2 separate regions of the Anas platyrhynchos genome follow, and region 2 is linked to region 1. The links are chromatin contacts, called in public Hi-C maps. All regions are on one chromosome and are shown on one strand. The core of a region is the stretch at or near the end of the contact, and the rest is flanking DNA. Distances in the headings are between cores, read along the strand shown.

Region 1 (3,949 bases), core at 680-3,179:
CAGGTTTGATATGAAAGAAAATGGTTAGAAGATGAAGTACTACATAGCTTTCTAGGAATAATCATGAATTTTATGAACTACAGGGTATGTATGTGTACATGGACAAATTCTTCAGCCATCATTACAGACATGTAGCAACCTGGAGATCCTCTGACTAGGTTTACTGAACTGCAAAGGTCATTTATAGCTCCTCAGCCACAAAATGAGTGTTTTCATAGCTGAACTCCTGCATAAGACTTCATGTCAGTTTATCACGGGAGGCTAAAATTGCAATTGGCTTGGCCACAGTATTTTCAGCTGCAAAGCTATTGGGTAGTGTGGGGATTAGCATGTTTGTATTCGGAGGATTTGATTCTCCTGTGGCTTAAATTTTTTTTTCGTTTACTTGAAATTCACCCTTTTTGGATGTGGTATAGGCTTTGTAGTTCAGTGTTTTAACACTAGATGTCAATCTACTTGCACTCTAGGTTGCAATGTATTTTGCCTTCTAGATATTTCTTTCACCAACTGGACAAGCAGAATCCTGTCTTCCACCTACTTTGCAGAGAATTCAGATCATGAGAAAAGAGGAATTTAAATGTTGGATTTCTCATAGTAGCCAATACTGAAGACACTTTCTGTAAAACAAGACATGGCAGTTTGGGGATTGCATGGAAAATGTTTGATTTCCATGAAGCTCATTGACAGCTTGAGTTAAAGGAGTGACAAAAACCTAAAAGTAGAAGTTGGAAAGATCTAGGTGGTAATCTATTTTTTAAATATCTAATGAAAAGAAACTTAAACATTAATATTTCTTACTGATTGCTGCTTCTTGGTATTTGAACTTTGTAGGAACTGAGTTTAATCAAATGGTTGAACATTTGTCTGTTGGTTATTATTTTGTTGGTTGGGTAAGGCTTCTGTTTACAGAAAGAAATTCTGAGTTCTCTATAAACAGATGCTACAAAAATATGAATGCTAAGCTAGAGGGAATCATAGCTGTGTGCTCATGTCACCCCACCTCTGTTCTGTTTGTTCTATTTCTGTAGCAGGCAGTGTGTTTAGGGATATAACAGGAGCCAAATTTAACTTACTAGGAACATTGTCGTCATAACAGTGATCATGAGAGGGAATCTTGAGTATGAAACCTTCAAAGTCTGAAACCTTTAAAGTCTGAAAACATCAATTCTAAACATATATATAGTATCCTATAAAGTAAGATGTATAATACATAAAAATGGAGCAAAACTTGTTTCAGTGCTTCTTTTCTGTTGTGTGCCTGCAGAACAAAACAACCTGAGTTTAGCCTTAAATTAGCAGACATGACAGGAGGCATTGAAAGTCCATTTAACATTAGTTGACAAGCCAGGAGACACAGGTCTTAGCCCACATCTGTGCTTATTTAAGGATGAATGTTTTGGAAGTGTCTGTGGCTGACTGAGATGCCTGCATCCTAAGGAATCCTGAAATTTTTAAGCGATGAAGTGCTATTTTTGTAGAGGTAGGAGCATTCTGAGGAACAAACACTTGAAGTCAGCTTTAATATTTCTGATACCATGCTTCTACCATCTCCTCTGTCTTGTGTTCTAATTTTGAGATGCAGTGGTGAAAAGAGCTGTGTGAAAAATATAGTACTGTGTGGAAATTAGGTCCTCAGCACTGCGCCTCGGCACAAACCGATGTATTCTGAGAATCTGTTGTAGCTGGTCTTTGCTCCTAGTAATTTCAATGTAAGCACAGTGTTTTTAGTTAGTATTGGTTTTAATGCTTAAGCGCCATTTATGAAAGTGTTTTTACATTTCAGTGTTGCAGAGACAGTAAGAGAAGTGGAGAACCTTTTAGACTGGCAGCAGCACAGACAGGAGCAAAAAAACACAGCAGGAGGCAGAGGTTTCTCTCTTAAGTATAGTATCTTACTCTGAGTAACGGTTTAGAAATAAATGGAGCTAATTACTGCTGTGAATGCTATTGGCAGAACCCAGGGAGTTATACTGAGGTTTTTAGGCAGAGAGCAAGTAACAGCGGCTGTAAGTTTAACTTCCTCATTGTGTTAACATCTTTCATTGTGCTGCATCTACAGTTTTGTGTCAGACCTCTGCTTTTTTTCATTTAAGAAAGTACGTTTTTAGATAGTACTAAAATAGCGAAGTGGTCTAACAGCTTGCAGAACTTTTGGACAGAGATAAATGTGATTTGTTATAAAACTTGCTAATGTCCTTTGTCATCTCTGCCATTTTGATCCTGGCTAGCTGCCAAAACTGGATTTATCTCTCTGAGTATCTGTGGAGGTTTTCCATAGGCAGGGAGGCCTGTCCTGTGGGCTGGAGCCCTGCCTGGCATTGCTGGAGCGCTCTGTACTGTGGCCCTGTACCTGAGCTGCCTTTCCCAGTTGCAGCATGCCCCAGCTTAGACCCTAGTGTTTGTAAAATTTTCTACTCGGGCAGTGTTTTAAACATGTTTTAATCAGTGGCTGTCAGATGAACTTCACTCTAGCTGGAGATATTCAAACAAATTGTTTGCACCATGAAAATGTCTACTGTTACACTGTAATTCTGTCAGACTGAAACATTCAAACAGCAGTAATTCTGTTCTTAGTATCCTGCAGGAGTTTTGTTCTGATTCGGGCATATTAGTAGTGGTATGCAGCTATAGGTAAAATTCTTCTCAAAGAAATGATATATTGTTTTCTATATGTCCCTGCCTGTTTGGGTCACAGTTAGTATGTCCGTATATCTGAATGAAGGCTCACTTGCACATACTTCAATGTTTAATATGCTTTCTAATTGCATCTTGGGCAATTGCATCAATTGCTGAATTCCTCAAAGGTTCGGGCAGAATAAACTACCCTATGACTTTATATTTTTTAATAATTATCAGTACCCTGCTCTAACTAACTTTTTGAGGTTTTTCTGTTTTCATTAAAAAAAAAAAAAAAAGCAAGCTCTGAAGTATCAAAGCTGACTGCTGTTCCAAATGGTTTAGAGATCTGGTATATTGTTTAGACATTGTCTGAAAGAAGTGATAGAATATAGTCAATGTGACAGTAAAAACATAAAATGAGTATCGTGTCCAATTAAATTGGTTTTTCATTTACCTTATATCGCCTCTGGTGTGAGCAACCAAAATGTGTAGCTGTACCTGGCTTTGTGGTGCTTTTGTCACGGTAGTGAATTGTATCTGGGTGATCACTGCTGCCTGAGTAAGCAGGGGGAGTAATACATGTGGGGCTTTCTCCTGTTTCCACTTCTTTGCTCCTTGGCAAAATCACCAAGGCAGAGCATTTCATGCCCTGATGCTTGAAGTAGAGCCAGGGGATTCTTGGAAATGAAGCAATGCATAATCCAAACTCCCAATGGAGCTTTGACAGACCTGTCCAGTCTCGCACTGTTTTTCGTTCATGGAGTTGTCTGGAGAAAATAAAAGGGGCTTGGGCATGGAAACTGCTTCTAATGGCTGAGATTGTGACAGCATCCTTCGGCTGCTGCATTGACTCGCTGGTCAGCCTTGAACCCAACAGATCCTGCCTGGTCAGCCTGGGTGTCAGCCTCTCCATGGGTAGTGAAGGTGCTGCCTGGCTCTTCTGCCTGCCCACGTGCTGGCACAGAGGCTTCCAGTCCTCCATTTGTGGCAGTATCTCTTGAGAGGCAGCACTGGAAAAGTGTGTGAAGGGCAAGATACTGCCTGCTACCAAAAGACAGGACACTGTGTGTTCATGTAATAAACCTTAATAGCAATCTGTAACATAGCTTCAGGTAGCCTGTTCACAAATTATTTAAGAATTCTAAGTATGCAGGGACTTGAATTTCTATTTCATGAAATTAATTGCAGATGAGGAGTGACATGGACCTGAAATTCTTAAAGAAATTAACTCTAGCTCATTAATTAATGCCTTTTTTTTTTTTTTTAAAAAACAAGATCAGAAAATCGCTTTTGCTTGCAGTGGAGGTGCTGCAAGGTTAAGTCGGAAACA
Region 2 (3,966 bases), core at 151-2,650, 200 kb after region 1:
CTGTTGAACTGCTAATGAACAATCACCAGGGGATCAAAGCAGAAATCGATGCCCGAAATGACAGCTTTACTACCTGTATTGAGCTCGGCAAATCTCTACTGGCAAGAAAACACTACGCATCAGAGGAGGTATTGTACTTACTGAACGGGTAACAACTGCAGTGCAGCTGGCCTATAGATTCCTTTTCAGCTAGAGAAACTTGCATTGTGTAATTTATGGATTAATAAGGTGCATTTTTATAATGACATGCGTTACTTCAGGGACTATTGCAGTTACTTGCTATTGTGAAATTAGTGTAAGATTTAATGCTGTGGATTCACATCGGGGAGCAGAGATGACACCAAAGTTTAAAGTATCCCTGTCAGTCCAGGAAATGCAAAGAAGCTGTTGCATTCAGTCTGCAGAGAGCTGTCTCTGGGATGGCTGTGCTTGGAAAGGTGATTTCTTAGAGCAAGAGCAGAGACAACTGAGAGGCATCCTGAATTTTGCTGAGGGCAGCTGGAATGCTTATGAAGAGGCCTTCTAGGGGAAGGAGCGGGAAAAAGTTCACAGGGAGTAAATCCAGGGAATATTACAAGAGAAATGTACTTGACTGCCTAAGGCCTTGATTTATTTTCTGATTTGACTAGGCCAAAGGATAGAGGCTCAACCCTTGTTTCTTCCTGTCTCCCTTTTGCAGAGGGAGGATAGCCAAATGTTGTAAGACTGCCCACTTGGGGAGGTGATGTTTTCTGTGCTTGTGTTACACAGAAGTGCTGCGGAGCAGCCTCAGAGTAACATTTCCTCAGGAACTGGAAGATTTTGCTAGCCAGTATTCACCCTGTGAATGATATAGTGCTTATGTTGGCATGTCATTGTTAGCACAAGTAGCTTCAGGTAGCACAGGTAGCACATTTATATATGCACATCTATAAATAAAAAAACGTGGAAGATACACTGTATGGTTGTACCATTAGATTTGTTTCTCCATTATACTCCTTTGATCAAATAATGTTAGTACTGTAGTTCTTAACAGACACTGTATGCTTATGCAAACGTAGTGTTTTAATGTAAATGTCATATTTATTTGTATTTCAAAGGAAAAATATGAATACAATGGCTTTTTTTTTTAAGTCATTCCTGACAATCCAGCACAATGTATCCTGTCAGTAAATGCCAGTGCCTTTTGCTTGTGATACCAGCTTACACAGTGTGGTGAGGTGACCGTGCTGCCTAATGCTTATGTAACAGTCCTGCATTCTCCTCTTAAATCCAGATCAAGGAAAAGCTACTGCAGCTGACAGAGAAAAGAAAAGAAATGATTGACAAATGGGAAGACAGATGGGAGTGGCTGAGACTGAGTAAGGATGTCCTCGCATTTTTCTTGGCAGGGCTATATCTAACTCTCTTCACTGTGTCTTTCTGAGCACTTAAAAACCTTGAAACTCCTTTTTTATTTTTTTCATCACTTGAAAGTGTTTTTGTACTGTACTAACTGAAAAATTCATGTCTGTTAATTGTAAAATAACTGAGAACTTGAAACAAAGAAACCTGCCCTAAAGGTCTTACTCTGTATGACCAAAACTGGAGCTAGGTGAAACAGATGCACCAGGTTTTGCAGGTGTCACATTCCAACTGTTTTTCTACAAAGGATGTACTGACAAAAAATATGGGGAAGTAAAGCTTTGTTATCTTACACATGTAACATACCAGCATTGTCTGAGAGGCCAGGTTAATGAGTTTATTGACAAAAGATGCACTTTTAAATGTTAGAGCATTTTCCAGTTTTTACACCAGAAACAACATAGTTCAGATACTCTAACAAGGTTTTCTGTAACTCATATGGACTGAAGGCTTTGCAGCAGACAGTTACCAACACATGCACTTCGAGCATCTCAAAATGTACAGCACAGTGTAATCATTTTGTGGAGTTCTGGGCTGCTCTGTGTACTTTATTCATTCTTTCTGAGTCTCAGCAGGCTTTAAGAAAAAGAATCACAAGTGCCTGTCCCTGAGTTTGGGTGGTTGAACCATATTCTTCATCAAAATTGTTGCAATCTCATTCACAAAAGCTGTGGAAGCTTTTTTCAGCTGGAAGGAAACCTGGAACTGTAGCATTGTAGGCAAGCCTGAAGTACAGGCTTGCAGCCTTCAGTCTAGCTGTTTGGTTGACAGGCCAGAGTGAGGAAGAAAAACAGCAGAAAACAGAATTTCATCTTTGAAGTTACTAGGTAACAGCAGATTAGAACAGAAAGGAGACACTGAAATTAGAAAATGAAATAATCTGCAGAAGAAATAAAGGTGGGCCTTAACTTTTGTTTTTCCTCAAAGCAAAGCCAACATGAGAAATTTCTGTCTTTTTACTGTTAATTTCAGTGAACTTAGTTAAGGAAAACACTTAGCTGAATACATTTGTTTTTTTCCCCCAGCTGTTTTAAAGTAAATTCTGAAGATGCCCAATACCTTCATGATGCCCTTTTTGACATTAATAGCACTGATGTCTGTACATTCTTTACTCAGTTTTGGAGGTGCATCAGTTTTCAAGAGACGCAAGTGTGGCTGAGGCCTGGCTGCTGGGGCAGGAGCCCTACCTATCCAGTCGTGAAATAGGTCAAAGTGTTGATGAAGTGGAAAAATTAATCAAGCGGCATGAAGCATTTGAGAAATCTGCAGCTACTTGGGATGAGAGATTTGCAGCACTGGAAAGACTGACCACGGTGAGTGCTTTAGACAAGAAGAACTCCTCTTGGCCATTCCCATTGCGGTGTCAGCTGATTGTTCCTAGTAGCTTCCCAATACCACCAACCTAATCTCCATTTGTTGATGCTGTGGAGGGCCAACCAAGGCTGACCACCCAGGGCCTGAAGTTTCATGTTCCCAACAATGCTAAAACCCTCTTAGGTTCATTTGAGCTCAACAGCCTGCAAAGAGAGCTTAAGTGGTAAATGACCTTAGTAGTCTACAAGAGCTGTCGGAGGCCCAGGAGTGATGACCCAGAAGCAAATTCTAGAGTTGAGTGGTTTGCCCTGGCTCTCTGATGTACAGGCCATACTGCTAAAAGGGAAGGGAGATGCTGAGGAACGAAAACCCAGATCCAAACTCTTGAAAATATTTTCAGTTCAAGAGGACAGCATGGCGAGGGGAGTTCAACAGAAATGTTTGTTGTGTTTTGGCCTCCAGTACAAGGCTATATTTTCCCCTAGAAATACACAAGCAAAACAAAACAAAACAAACAAACAAAAAACCACCAAAAACCATTTTCATCAGAGCTGAAATGGCAGTAATTAATGCTTGGAGAGTATCTCTAGAGAACAATCTTTAGACACTAAAATTGAAATGGCTTGATTTTTAACACTCACTGAACATCACAGCTGCAGACAGTGAATTGGAGTTTCATAGCATCTTCAAAAAGCAAGCTGTTTGTTATTTTGATGGTTAATTTCAGGGATTCCAATGTGAAACATTTTACTTTTGTGTATGTCAAGCAGACAAGAGGATGTCACTTTTAAATATTTTGATAGCTTGGGATACTTTGCTTTTTTGTTTTGGTTTGGTTTTTTCTTTTTCTTTTTTGTTTTATTGAAATGAATTAGGTAAGATACCTGGACATAGCAAGCAACTGCACAGGAACTCCATTTAATGTTAGAGTCTGATGCTCTGTGACTTAGTGCCATATCCAGTGCAACAAACTTTAAATAATTAATACTTTTAAAGACCTGTCCCTTCAAATTTTATGCCAATAAACTTTAATTTCAGTAAAGTTTCAGAAAAACGTAGGGTGTTGTTCACAATGTAGGGTGTCTGATTCAAACTCTGTTTCTCAGAATCACAGAATCACCTAGGTTGGAAGAGACCTCAAGATCACCCAGTCCAACCTCTGACCTAACACTAACCAGTCCTCCACTAAACCATATCACTGAGCTCTACATCTAAACGTCTTTTAAAGACTTCCAGGGATGGTGACTCCACCACCTCCCTGGGCAGACC

Evidence for each region. A called contact is a pair of places that touch in the nucleus more often than the background predicts.
Region 2: a Hi-C map of subcutaneous adipose tissue shows a contact between it and region 1, with 2.4 times the contacts expected there. The contact joins two enhancer-like sites. A contact is called at or near these places in 3 of 8 Hi-C or Micro-C datasets (F5 follicle, skeletal muscle and subcutaneous adipose tissue).

What each region holds. Positions count from the first base shown.
Region 1 is chr3:4,058,917-4,062,865 of IASCAAS_PekinDuck_T2T, forward strand. The region is part of intron 3 of ACYP2 (acylphosphatase 2); the gene reads left to right. Among named protein-coding and RNA genes, the nearest start is that of ACYP2, 18 kb to the left of the region's middle. Within about 2 kb of position 1,930, at least 1 of the 8 cell types and tissues checked has an H3K27ac peak or open chromatin away from gene starts, as enhancers often do. A contact at or near this core is called in subcutaneous adipose tissue, where this site is marked.
Region 2 is chr3:4,264,376-4,268,341 of IASCAAS_PekinDuck_T2T, forward strand. SPTBN1 (spectrin beta, non-erythrocytic 1) reads left to right here. Exons shown (of 37, transcript XM_072035046.1): 29 at 1-128; 30 at 1,256-1,340; 31 at 2,500-2,696. Among named protein-coding and RNA genes, the nearest start is that of EML6, 30 kb to the right of the region's middle. Within about 2 kb of position 1,401, at least 2 of the 8 cell types and tissues checked have an H3K27ac peak or open chromatin away from gene starts, as enhancers often do. A contact at or near this core is called in subcutaneous adipose tissue, where this site is marked.